2 separate regions of the Sus scrofa genome follow, and region 2 is linked to region 1. The links are chromatin contacts, called in public HiChIP or PLAC-seq maps. All regions are on one chromosome and are shown on one strand. Each heading gives the region's core, a stretch centred on a gene start, on an enhancer-like site or on the middle of the called end of the contact. The rest is flanking DNA. Distances are from core to core; before and after follow the strand shown. Region 1 has its middle 120 kb from the start of JCAD. Region 2 overlaps SVIL (supervillin).

What was found. HiChIP or PLAC-seq counts read pairs in DNA pulled down with a chosen protein or histone mark.
Region 2: a contact with region 1 is called in an H3K27ac HiChIP or PLAC-seq map of skeletal muscle. The contact joins two enhancer-like sites. A contact is called at or near these places in 1 of 47 Hi-C or Micro-C datasets (skeletal muscle) and 2 of 2 datasets of contacts at active chromatin or transcription factors (alveolar macrophages and skeletal muscle).

Annotation. Positions count from the first base shown.
Region 1 is chr10:41,025,191-41,032,409 of Sscrofa11.1, reverse strand. No RefSeq gene overlaps it. Among named protein-coding and RNA genes, the nearest start is that of JCAD, 120 kb to the right of the region's middle. Within about 2 kb of position 3,174, at least 12 of the 83 cell types and tissues checked have an H3K27ac peak or open chromatin away from gene starts, as enhancers often do. A contact at or near this core is called in skeletal muscle, where this site is marked.
Region 2 is chr10:41,193,346-41,200,564 of Sscrofa11.1, reverse strand. The region is part of intron 1 of SVIL (supervillin); the gene reads right to left. Among named protein-coding and RNA genes, the nearest start is that of SVIL, 21 kb to the right of the region's middle. Within about 2 kb of position 4,009, at least 4 of the 83 cell types and tissues checked have an H3K27ac peak or open chromatin away from gene starts, as enhancers often do. A contact at or near this core is called in skeletal muscle, where this site is marked.

The sequences.
Region 1 (7,219 bases), core at 1,925-4,424:
TGCAGCCACCGGCCTACACCACAGCCACAGCAACACAGGATCCAAGGTGCATCTGCAACCTACACCACAGATCACAGCAATGCTGGATCCTTAGCTCACTGAACGAGGTCAGGGATCAAACCCACGTCCTTGTGGATACTAGCCGCGTTTATTAACCACTGAGCTATGATGGGAATTCCCCCAAAGTGTACTTTTAAAACAGATATGGGAGTTCCCATCATGGCTCAGGGGGTTAAGAACCCAACATAGTGTCTGTGAGGTTGCAGGTTCGATCCCCAGCCTCACTCAGTGGGTTAAGAATCGGGCATTGCGGCAAGCTGTGGCATAGGTCACAGATGTGGCTCAGATCTGGTGTTGCTGTGGCTATGGCATAGGCTTCGGCTGCAGCTCCAATTTGACCCCCAGCCCAGGAACTTCCATATGCCACAGGTGTAGCCAAAAAATCCAAACCAAACCAAAACCAAACCAAAAAAATAGATAGGCCGCAGTCTATCTCACACCCTCAGGTGTGTTCCTGCTGAAGCATGGCGGTGTTGTGAGGTCTTTCACATTCTCTAAAGTTGTCCAGAAAATTCTGCTACATGGGTAGTCATAGGGGAAAAAACGTACAAGTAAAATTGGAACATGGGCTTCGGCCTCCTTATCAACAAGACCAGGGATCCCCAGTGAGGGTCAGAGATGGAAATGTTTTTCTTTTAAAAAAAAATTTTTTCGGAGTCTAATTAGCTTACACTGTTGTGTTAGTTTCAGGTGTTAGCCAAGTGAGTCAGTTCTCCATATGCACTTAGCCATTCTTTTCCTGATTCTTTTCCTCCAGATGATCAGACCAAGTGAGATCAGTCAGACAGAACACATGTCATGTGATATCACTTCTATGTGGAATCAAATTCTTTTCTTTTTTTCTTTTTTTAGGGCTGCACTTAAGGCATATGGAAGTCCCCAGGCCAGGGGTCGAATGGGAGCTGCAGCTGCCAGCCTACACCACGACCACAGCAATACGGGATCTGAGCTCTGTCTGAGAACTATCCCACAGCTCATGGCAATGCCAGATCCTTAACCCACCGAGTGAGGCTAGGGATCGAACCCTCATTCTCATGGATACTAGTTGGCTTCGTTTCTGCTGAGCCACAATGGGAACTTCTATGTGGAATCTAATTTTTAAAATGATACAGATGAACTTATTTACAAAATAGAAATGTCTTGCTTTGCAAACACTATGGCAGTTTGGGCGAACCTGCAGCTCGCATTCTTTTGCCTGGGAAGGGCTTACTGACTGTCAACCTTCCAAGGAGCATGACTCTGTAGGGGCATGTAGAATTAAGTCGTGTTCCTAGAATAGGGCAGCAAAATCCCTCTGTTGAGCAAAAGTCACCGTGCTGAGGTGAAGGAGTTTTTTGGCGTGGGACAGAATGTTCCAGCACAAGCATAGCTATGCCGGAGCCCTGATTATGAAAGGCAGAAGAGCTTGGTTCTTACCTACAATGCTCAGTAAAAGACTGCCCCGAAAGCCACCTGATGGAGTCAGGGGGTCCACACCCCAAGTTTTCATTGCTAACTGTCAGTCTGAGGAATCTTCTTGTGAGCAAACCAGGAACCCACCTGATGGAGGCCAGTCGAGCCAGCCCAAGAAAGAAGCCTGGCTTCTGCCACCCGGGTTGCCCCACCGAGGGGACACCAGCTGTTGCCACCTCGTCCGTGCCCAGGAGGCGGCCAGCATGATTCACGGGCCTATTTGAGGGAGGTGACCTGAGCCCGTGTTTCACAAGGCCCTCGAGGGGAACAGCCTGCCCTCTCTGCTTCTTCCTCCTGCGGCTGCAGCCTGAGCAATGTCAAAGCCATCGTCACGGAGACACTAGGTCGGGTTTTTAACCCACTGAGCCACAACGTCAGCTCCCCTAGTGGGTTTTCTGTGCACTGATTTCTCTCCAGTTGGAAGACAGTAGCTTTCCCCTCCTGGGAAATTCTACGTGCAGAACTGCTGTTTAGGTTTCTCGGGTTGGGCCAAAGGAAACCAGCCCAGGCAGCTCTGGGAACAGTAGACGGGGTCTGAATGGGCTGGGCTTGGTCTGGCTTTGATGAGGTGTGAGGAACACAATTCCACTGGCCACCATGTGGCCGCCAGAGTGGGAGCTTTCCAAAAGAAGCGTCTGTTCACAGTTCCTCGCCCCTGGCTGTTTTTGATTTGTTTTTTAAGCTTAACATTTATCTATTTATTACTGTTTTTATTTTTTTGCCTTTTCTTTTTCTTTCTTTTTTTTTTTTTTTTTTCTTTTTTTTGGTCTTTCTAGGGCTGCACCCACGGCATATGGAGGTTCCCAGGCTAGAGGTCAAATCAGAACTGCAGCCGCCGGCCTATACCACAGCCACAGCAACACAGGATCCAAGCCTGTCTGCGAGCTACACCACAGCTCACGGCAATGCCAGATCCTTAACCCGCTGAGCAAGGCCAGGGATCAAGCGCCCATCCTCATGGATGCTGACCTGGGTCGTTAACCACGGAGCCACGACGGGAACTCCTGTTTTAATTTTTATGGTCGCACCACGGCATATGGAAGGTCCTGGGCCAGGGATCCAACCTGTGCCTCCCGCAGCAGCCCCAGCTGCAGTCAGGTTCTTAACCTGCTGCGCCACAGTGGGAAATCCACCTCTGGCTGTTTGGAGGGTCAACCTGAGAGGTTCTTCTGGGCTAATGATCCTCTTCCTCTGGCGCTGGTAGAAGGAATCCAGGCACCACGCGGGCCAAAGGAATGTGGGTGTTTCTCATCTGAGCTGGATTTGGACATGGGGTCCACGAATCTTGGAAAAAATCCCTCAGAAAATGCATCCCAGGTCTGTTAGCCGCAGTCTGTTCCCTGTTCAGGTACCTTGGCCGAGAGTCACTCCCTGCCTCCATCACATTTAAATCACAAACTCCTCCTTAGACCTGGAAACAAAACAAAACATGGACTGTGGCCACCGTGGCTTGTTCTCTGAATTGTCCAAACGGTCCAAGAAAAAAAATGGGGGTACATTTGACAGATTCCTCTTGCCTCCCAGACAGATTGTGATTCACTGGGAAAATGTTCCCTGTGGTTTTTAGAGCAGTTTCAAGCAACAGCCCTATGCCTGGGGCTAGAAGACCAGTTTCTAAATGACCCGTAATAAACCTTGTTGCTGGGCAGAGTTTCCCTTATGAAATTTGAGACCTCAGCTAGTTCCAGGTTCAAGCAGAGCAAAGCACATCGGCTGATCTCACCAAAATCTCTCCTAGACCTTTGACCTTTGTTTATGAAGCATACTATTAAGCCTTTGCCCCACTCGTGAAATGCACTCACCCCTGCCCCCTCCATGAAACGTTGTTCTGCAGAAAAACTCGGCTGAAGTGTATGTCCAGTTTAAGATATGGAGATAGAATATTTGACATGGTTTGTGGTTTTCGCTTTCTTTCCTTCTTACTTACTTTCTTTCTTTTTAGGGCCAAACATGTGGCATATGGAGATTCTGAGGCTAGGGGTTGAATCAGAGCCGTAGCTGCTGGCCTACACCACAGCCAAAGCAATGCAGGATCTGGGCTTGTCTGTGACCTACACCACAGCTCATGGCAATGCCAGATCCTTAGCCCACTGAGCGAGGCCAGGGATTGAACCCAGATCCTCATGGATACTGGTTGGGTTTGTTAATGCTGAGCCATAACGGGAACTCCATAAGATTGATATTAACGGAAACACATCACTATATCTTTTTTTTTTTTTTTTTTTTTTTTTTTTTGCCTTTTTGTCTTTTTAGGGCCACACCTGCGGCACATGGAGGTTCCCAGGCTAGGAGTCTGATCGGAGCTATAGTTGCCGGCCACAGCCACAGCCACAGCAACACCAGATCTGAGCCATGTCTGAGATCTACACCACAGCTCACAGCAACGCCGGATCCTTAATCCACTGAGCGAAGCCAGGGATTGAACCCGCAACCTCATGGTTCTTAGTCGGATTTGTTTCCCCTGCACCACAATGGGAACTCCACATTTCACGATATCTTAATACTACATCTCAACTCTCAGCCCCTTCCAAATTTTTTTCTCATTCATCTCCCAGATATGACATCTTTATCAATTTCTTCCCTGAGGGGCTGGGAAGTGCCATCCTTCCGCCTGCAGAGATAAGTAAACTGAGGTTCTGTGGATCTTGTTTGTTTTCTGGAGCACGGAAGTCTATTGGCTTAGGTTTATATGCTGAAGTTTCATCAGCCCTTGGTCTGCTTGCTATAGCATGATGGCCTTTTCTTTTCCTTCTTTCTCTTAGAAATGTGGGTCTGAAGCCCCCCTTTCCTGAGTACTGTTAGCAGATGAACATACTGAAAGGTGATGAGTGCAAAGGAACTTGGCCACCAGCCAATCGGTATATCAAAAGGATGAGCATGTAAGAGATGAGACCTGTGTGGCTTTTCCCATCGCTGAGGTCGCAGTGAGTTTGTGGTGCAGGAACAAAGCCTCGCCTTCTGTGGCCCTTTGTGTAGAGAGTACGAATCGGGGCTGTGACTCTGTTTTCCAGGAGCGGATCGGAACCCCATCTAGACGAATGCTGGGTCACAAACCCTCGGTGGGTGCGGCCAAGTCCTGGGACTCTGCAGCTGTGTCTGCTCTCGGGTGACAGACAGGGCGCCGCTGGAGGGCCAGCGGGCATCCTGGGACTCGGGCTCGGTCCCTCAGGCCTCTTTGTCTCCTCCTTTCGCTGAGATCCTGGGAATGAGGCGTGGTGGCCCAAGAGAAACCAGAGCCTCCAGATTCCTTTTTACAAACCTTTGTCCACTTTATTTAAAACATAGGCAGAGCGTGGACAGGCTGTTCAGCCCTGATCTAACATTATCCTCCACGCAGCTATCTGTCACCAGCCCATCAAATTCCTGAGAAACCAGCTACCCGTAGAATATTTGCCTCAATTCCGTCCATGGTGATCAAGACCATAGTATACATTTTTAGAGGGGACAGCCAAACACTTGTCTTTAATAGGAATAATTATTATATTTATAATTATCTATATATAATTATAATAAATTATAACCATACAGTAAGTATATATGTATAATTATAATAAATTATAATTATTTAAGTATGTATTTATAATAAATTATAATATAAATAACTTCTAAATATACATTTCATATTACAATAAATTAATAATAAATATAATATAATTGAAATATAATACATAAATTCATACAAATTCATATTATAATAAATAGGAGTATGTTATATTCAGTGGTGGTATGGTGTGTATATATAAATACCTATATGTATTTATATTCAACTGTTGTTGAATTTATCAGAGCCCACCTGATGTCCCCACTCCCAGCTCAGCCTGAATCCCAAATAGTATAAGGAGATCAAAAAGTTGGGAGACGAGTTCCCTCCGTGGCTCAGAGGAACCCAACATAGTCTCTATGAGGATGTGGGTTTGATCCCTGGCCTCGCTCAGTGGGTTATGGATCCCATGTTGTGGCAAGCTGCAGCGCAGGTCACAGATGCGGCTTGGGTCTGGAGTTGCTGTGGCTGATATGTAGGCCAGAAGCTGCAGCTCCCATTCAGCCCCTGGCCTGGGAAATTCCATGTTCAGTTGGGTTAAAATAAAAAAAGTTGGGAGGAACCAGCAGAACCAAGGGGTTCATTTTGTTGTGGAAGAACATGTGCAATGTGTAAAGGTTGAAGAGTGTGCAGAAATAGATGTGAATTTGATTTTTAAATCCTGGGAATTTTTCTTAATACGCTACCCCTGGCAGTGATGCATTTTCACTCTTTAGCATCTCAGATCCAGAAACCCTGAATTCTGTAAGGCAACCATTGTCTTCCCATCTTTTTGCTAACCTACACCCTCAAAGTTTTCAAAAAATGATACTCTTCCTTGTGCATTTTTAAGTTAACAGTTGAATTCCTCTCTTCATAAGTTTAAATTGCTGCAAAAGATAGAATTTCCAGCATAATGCAAATGTTGGCATTTTACAATAAAATGACGTCATCACTCTTTAAAAAATATCTGAAGGAAGGGAAACACTATAATGATTTGATGTCCATTGTCACGCATTTAAAAAATTCATCAAATCCTCTTCCTTAGGAAGAAGAAAAAGAAAATAATTTCTCTTCCTTAGGTGTTGGAAATTTATTATCTTTAAATTGTATTTCCATTCCTTTGCCACCTAGGACTTTATTCCCAGAAAAAGTATTTTTATGATTGAACCTCTTTCATCGATGTCACATCATACTTCTTTGTTACAGAAATAGGTACAAAAGTTAAAATTTTTAAAAATCACTTCTTCTGGATTTAGTTATTTTAACATTAGTCCACATTTGATCAGAACAAATATTCTGTATCAGGTTATGATCAAAATAGTTATTCAACGTAAGAAAATTTTTTGGAAAAGTATCTTTGATGAGATGGCTAGGGGAGTCATGGTGCCTTCATTACAAGATATCTTTCGGAGTTCCTGCTGTGGCAAAACGCGATTGGTGGCATCTCGGCAGGGCCAGCACACAGGTTCAATCCCTGGCCTGACACAGTGCATTAAAGGATCCAGCATTACCGCAGCTGTGGCTTAGGTCACAACTGCAGCTCAGATCACAACACTCTGGCCCAGGAACTCCATATACTACAGGGGCCCCTGCCCCCCCAAAAAGGACATGTCTCTGATGCTAGTATTTCTTTTTTTTTTTTTTTTCGATTTTGTTTTTTTTTATTATTATTATTATTTTCCCACTGTACAGCAAGGGGGTCAGGTTATCCTTAGATGTATACATTGCAGTTACAGTTTTTTCCCCCACCCTTTCTTCTGTTGCAACATGAGTATCTAGACATAGTTCTCAATGCTATTCAGCAGGATCTCCTTATAAATCTATTCTAGGTTGTGTCTGATAAGCCCAAGCTCCCGATCCCTCCCACTCCCTCCCCCTCCCATCAGGCAACCACAAGTCTCGATGCTAGCATTTCTAACGATTGCTTTCTTTGGCACCCAGTATGTAAGACAGATAAACCCTAGGATGCCTCCCCTCCTTATCCCCACCTCCTGGTGTCCACACCTGTAATCCCCTCCCTGAATGTGGGTGGGACCTGTGACTCACTTCTAACCCAGGAAATACAGGCAGGGTGACAGAATGTCACTTTTGCAACTATGTCACTTCTGTCCTCCTGGCCACTCTGGTGACTCCCTTCCCCACTGGCTGTGATGAAGTGAGCCACCACATGGGGCAGCCTGTGGA
Region 2 (7,219 bases), core at 2,760-5,259, 170 kb before region 1:
GAACAAGATGATTCAGTCTAAATGATTTCATTTCTACCCACTACTGTATACTGTAATGTGTTTGATGCCACTTATTGTGATAATTAGGTAAATCCTAATTGTGAGTTAAATCAAAATAACTGTTTTAATTGAAATATTCAACTATTCCCCTAGTCTATAAAATAAATACGGTCAAATCTTCAAATTTAAAAAATCTTAGTACTGACACCAAATCGAGCAGAAATACAAAAGCTAGTAGTATGATCACAACAGTAGAAGAAAAAGGACCAACGTGAGTAATAAAAATGCCATGATCAAAGACAATTCCAGGAACCACTCCTACACTGATGTTGGGAAGGTAAATTGGTGCAGCCACTACAGAAAACAGACTGAAAAGAGAGCTACAATATGATCCAGCAATCCCACTCCTGGGCCTATGTTGGCAGAAAACCCTATTTTGAAAAGATACATGCACCCAAATGTTCACAGCAGCGCTATTTACAATAGCCAAGACACGGAAGCAACTTAATTGCTCATGGATAGATGAGTGAATAAAGATGTGTGGAGTTCCCATTGTGGCACAGCGGAAACAAATCCGACTAGGAACCATGAGGTTGCAGGATTGATCCCTGGCCTCGCTCAGTGGGTTAAGGATCTGGCGTTGCCGTGAGCTGTGGTATAGATGACAGATGCGGCTCAGATCTGGTGTTGCTGTGGCTCTGATGTAGGCTGGCAGCTACAGCTCCGATTAGACCCCTAGCCTGGGAACCTCCATATGCCGCAGGTGCGGCCCTCAAAAGACAAAAGACAGACAAAAAATAAAATAAAATAAAGAAGATGTGGAACATACATACAATGGAATACTACTCAGCCACAAAAAGAATGAAATAATGCTATTTGCAGTAACATGGATGGACCTAGAGATTATCATACTGAGTAAATCAAAGACAAATATTATATATCACTTATATGTAGAATCTGAAAAACAGTACAAATGAACTTATTACATAACAGCAACAGACTCACAGACATAGAAAAGAAGTATATGGTTACCAAAGGGGAAAGAAGGGAGTAGGAATAAATTAGGAGTAAGGTTTAAGAGATACACACTAATATAAAATAGATAAACAACATATGCCTATTTATGGCACAGAGAATTATATTTAATGGCTCGTAATAACCTGTAAGCCATAAGAACCTATATAACCATATAAAGGAGCTGAATCACGTTGCTGTACATTACAAACTACCACAAGCCTATAATTCAACTATTTTTCACTAAAAATAAATAAAAACAACTGCAATTTGCTGTGGCAGAACAAATTTTAAAAAGTTGATTATGCATTAAAACAGATAGAGCAAAAAATATTAAGAGACAAGTTCAGCAAGGACAGTGAATTTGATGCGCAATTTCCTTCCAACAGTCACAAAGGAATCGCCCAAAATCTGAATAAAATGGCCAAGAAAAAAAAAAGGTTTAATTTTTTATTAGAGTTCAGCTGATTTACAATGTTGTGCCAATCTCTGCTGGGCCAAGAAAAAAATTTAAATTATTTTTTGCAAATTCTGGACTTGTAACTATGGCCAGCTCTATAAAATCTTGGATTCTTTTTTTTTTTTTTTGATTCTTGAATTAAATCAGAAGCAAAAAAAAAAAAGCAACATTTTTAGATGGAGCGATGGTAAAATAAATTATCATTTACTTATGAAAATGTTAGAAAGTTATGAGGAAAAGATAAAAGATACTGTTGAAAGAAAGATTTTTACTTTGCCACCAATTGCCCATTAAAAAAAAAACCACAGAATTTCTAGTAATATCAAAGATAACTCAATTTGGGAGTTCCCTTCGTGGCTCAGCAGTTAACAGACCCAACTAGGATCCATAAGGATGTGGGTTCGATCCCTGGCCTTGCTCACTGGGTTAAGGATCCGTGGTTGCCGTGAGCTGTGGTGTGGGCTGGCAGCTGTAGCTCCAATTCAACCCTAGCCTGGGAACTTCCATATGCAGCAAGTGCAGGCCTAAAAAAAAAGCAGAAAAAAAAAAAAAAAAAAAAAAAAAACATAACTAAATTCAAAATTTGAAAAATTATAAATAGTTTTCTTTAGCTTTAGACATTGCCCATTAGTGCTATGGGTATGTTTTGTCTCATAAGACTTTTGATTATCAATTCATAGACTAAAAAAACTGAACTCATAGCATACATACTTTTTTTTTTTAATTTTTTTTTTTCTTTTCTAGGGCCGCTCCTGCGGCATATGGCGGTCCCCAGGCTAGGGGTCGAATTGGAGCTGTAGCTGCTGGCCTACGCCGGAGCCACAGCAACTTGGCATCCGAGTCGCGTCTGTGACCTACATCACAGATCACGGCAATGCTGGATCCTTAACCCACTGAACGAGGCCAGGGATCGAACCCACAACCTCGTGGTTCCTAGTCAGATTCGTCAATCACTGAGCCACGAAGGGAACTCCAGCATAGATATTTTTGAATCTTTTACATCTGCCAAAGGATTTCAACTAGATATGAAAATATAACAATATACAGACAGTACTCCTGAAATGTTGAGTCAAAACTTGAGGCTTTTACTATACTTCTATAATAAGACGTAACATAATATTTCTCTCAGTGCTTCATTCCATTGTATGATATTGTTAGTATGGAAATTTATATCAAAATTGATACTTTTCATAAATAAAAATAATAGCTTTACATTTTCATAACGGATTGAAATGCAGAATTTTTAATTGAAATCAAAAGCATTATATGAATTGCCTTCAATCCACAATAAAAATCTGAAGAACACTTTATTGAGCTTGATAAATTTAGAGTTTCAATTTTTAGACTATCCTTTTGAATTTGATGTTAATGATTCTGAGGTGGCATAAGAGTTAAGAAATTTAAATGACTTGAACAAACATAGCTTTACAACTGATAAACTTCTTTTTCAAAAAGTCAAATCAATTCTTCTAAAAAGATGAACCAGTTCTGCCAATTTGAAGGGCAAATACTAAAGGAAAATTATTTTTGACACTTGATTCAGTTATTAGAAAACAAGTATGTTTCAGTCTTGGTTACATAAATCTACTTTTTCAACTATAAATTTTAAGAATTTCTTTTCTTTTTTTTTTTTTTTTTTTTTAGGGCTGCATCCACGGCATATGGAAGTTCCCAGGCCAGGGGTCAAATTGGAGCTGCAGCTGCCTGCCACACCACAGCAACACTGGATCTGAGCAGCGTCTGCGACCTACACTGCAGCTCACAGCAAGGCCAGATCCTTAACCCACTGAGCAAGACCAGGGATTGAACCTGCATCCTCATGGATACTAGTCAGGTTCATTACCGCTGAGCCACAACAGAAACCCCCAATTTTATGAAATTTAAACCCAAGGATTTTAAATGAAGATACAGTGTCTGAACCTAGATATGCAACAACTCTAACATACATACCAAATTTCAAGACTTAGTACAGGAAAATAAAGAAGAATCAATATTTTATACTGTTTACGTGTTGAAATAACAACATTTTGGGAAGAGTGAGTTAGGGAAAATGTTATTAAAATTAGTTTTACCTATTTCTTTTTAATTTTTTCAATACGATTATAAGAAAATTTTAAATTATATATGTGGCTTATATTATATATCTACTAAATAGCTAGAGATACTGGCTACTCAAAGCAGTCTTTTTTTTTTTTGCCAGAAACATCAATATCATCTGAAAGCTTCTTATAAATGAAGATTTTAGATGCCAGTTGAAATCTACTGAATCGTAATTTTATTGAAAATCCCAGGTTTGGCCAAGCAATAGAAAACATATTTAAACTTTTGCCTGAGACAACCAAAAACAAATAAACACATCCCCTCCCTCTGAGGGGGAAAAAAGAGAGAGAAAGGAAAGCAAAAGAAACTTACATAATATATATGAAATAAGGGTTTTCAGGAAATAGGACATCAGGAAGCAAATGAAGTGAGCCTATGAGTATCCCAGCTTACACTTTAGGAGACCTCCTGGCCAAGACACAGAGAGAGAGAATCCAGGAAAAGTCCAGAAGAGTCCTTGAGTTGGGGATATAGAGCTGAGTGTGTGGGACTACTAGGGTTGGTAGGAAAAAGAAGAAAGCTGCAAAGAGAGAAAACTCCAGATATCTGCAAAAAGTCACCCTTGAGTATTGAGCTGAGTACTGATCCATGCATGTGTGTGACCAAACTATCTGTGGCTGGGGGGAAATACCAGAAAGGATTAGAGGTAACACGGCCTGGTTCTCACACAGGGCCAAGAATAGTACCTGTTTCCACCAGACTGAAAAAGCTCATAAATCAAGGGCATTAAGCACTCAGGAAAAACTTGCCTTTTAGGGGGAAATATTAGCCCTAGACTGAGCACTGCTGCACTCCACCTAACAAGCCTTAAAAGCAAGATACCAAAGAATCAAATGCCTACAACTAATTTAGCACTGGTCCAAAAAGAAGATCAAGAATATTTATAGTAATATAAAAATATCCAGAACCCAAGAAGATAAAAATAACAATATCTGTCATCCAATTAAAAAAAAAAAATCCTAGGCACTCAAAGAAGCAAGAAAATCCAACCTATAATGAGGGAACTATCAAACAATTTAAACAGACCCAGAATTAAAACGGATATTAGAATTATCAGATAAGGACAGAGATTCAAAATTTCAGAGACATGAATATATAGAAAATCACAAGTCAAATTTTTAGAGACAAAATCCATAATGTGTGAGATGAAAAATACAATGGATAAAACCAATGGTCTAAAAGACATTCAGAAGAAAATATCAGTGAAGTTGAAGACATAGCAATAGAAACATCTAAAATGAGAAAAGAAATATTTTAAATGAACAGAGCATGAATGAACTGTAGAGACAGCTCAGGCATTGTGATATACATGTAAATGGAGCCCCCATGTCAGAGCAGAGGAAGAAAAAAAAATTAAAGAAATAATAACTGAAAATACTTCAAATCTAATAAAAATATAAATACAAAGAAACAAGGAGCTCAAACTAATCCCAAGCACAGGAAATACATAACAAAGCACATCATAAATTGCTCAAAACCAATGATAAAGAAAAAAAGTCTTGAAAGCAATCGGGAAAAAAATACATCATATTAGAACAAAGATAAGGATAACAGCAGATTATACATCAAAAACAAAGTGACAAAACACTCAAGCAACATCTTTAAGGAAGTGAAGGGAAAAAATTGTCCATTTAGAATTCTATACTCTGCAAAATTATACTGCAAAAATAAAGGCAAATAAGGACATTATCAGATATGTAAAAGCGGAAAGAACTCATCGACAGCAGCCCTGCATAAGGAGAGATGTTAAAGGGAGATCTTTTAAACAGAAGGGAAATGATATCATGTAGAAATATGGATATACACAAAGGAATGAAGAACATTAGAAATGGCAATTACCTAAGGAAATATACGTTTTTTTTTTTCTTTCTATCATTTAAATCTCCTTAAAAGAGAAACGACCTCTACAACAAAAATAAGGGAGTTCCCTTGTGTCACAGTGGTTAAGGACCCAGCATTATCACTGCAGTGGCTTCCCCGGTTGCTGCTGTGGCACCGGTTCAGTCCCTGGCCTAGGAACTTCCACATGCAGAGGATGTGGCTAAGTAAATAAAACAAAAATAATAATTTATACGGAGTTAGCTACATATATAAAAGTAAAGTGTATGACAACAGTAATACAAAGGCCAAGACAGAAGTATACTATTGTAAGTGTCTTATAATACAGGTAAAGAAATCATCACCTCAGGGCAGATGATTAAAGATGTAAACTATACACCCTAAAGCAACTACTTATATAACTAAAAGAGAGAGGTAATAATACATCAAAGGAGAGAAAATGGAATCATAAAAAATTCTCAATCCAAAAGAATGCAGAAAAACAGGAAAAAAGAATAAAGGACAGGATAAACAAATATCAAGATAAACAGACTTCAAACTAATGATATCAAAATACATTAAATGTAAATGGTCTAAATAAACCAAATGAAAAGGCAGATACTACCAATCTGGAAAAATAAAAGCAGAATCCGAAGGCCATACGACCATCAAGAAATGCACTTTAATATAAAGATACATGGAAAAAGATATACCATGCTAACACTGCCCCAAAGAAAACTCAGGTGGCTTTATTAATAACAAATGGAGGAGGTTTTACAGCCAAGAATATCATCTGGTATAAAGAAAGTCATTTCATAATGAAAAATGTCCAGTTCCTCAACAGGACGTGACAATCCTAACATCATTCAACTTGACTCTGCTTCCCAACGAATGAAGCAAAAACCGACAGAACTGCAAGCAGACAGACCAACTCACAAGAACAGTCACATATTTCAAGGCTGCTTTCTTCCATATTTAGTACGACAAGTAGACAGAAAATCAATAAAGATAGAAAAGAGTTGAACAAGATCCCCAGGTGATCTGCATGCATATTGAGGCTTGAGGCACCATTTGACCCTATTCATAACGTGCACAAAGTCCATATTCAGGCCAGCTTCCAGCAAATTTTTCTTTTGGCTTTTTATCAGTATCCTCATAACTGGTACAGGCATATCTCATTTTACTGCATCCTGCTTTACTGCACTTGATACTGTGTTTTTTTACAAACTGATACGGATACAAGTGAAAACTCTGCATCAATCAAGTCTATTGGTGCCCTTTTTCCAAGAGCAATTCCTGTCTGTGTGTTATGTTTTGGTAATTCTTGCAATATTTCAAACTTTTCCGATATTATATTAGTTTGATGATCTGTCACTGATCTTTGATGTTGCTACTACAACTTGCTGAAGAGTCGGATGATAGTTATGTTTTAGCAAGAAATTTTTTTTTTCTTTTTCTGGGCACTTGGAAGTTCCCAGGCCAGGGGTCAGATTGGAGCTGAGGCCTATGCCACAGCCATGGCAATGCCAGATCCTTAACCCCTGAGTAAGGCCAGGGATAGAACCTGCATCCTCACAGAGACACCATCAGGTTCTCAACCCGCTGAGCCACAACAGGAACGCCCAAAAGTATTTTTTAATTAAAACATGTACATTGTTTGTTATGCTACTACACACCTAATAGACATGAACAAAATTTTTATGTTTACTGGGAAACCAAAAAATTTGTGTGACTTGCTTTATTGTGACATTTGCTTTATGGCACTGGTCTGGAACCAAATCTGCAATACTACTCCAAGGAATGCCAGTATTCTCTTGTCTGTCTTTC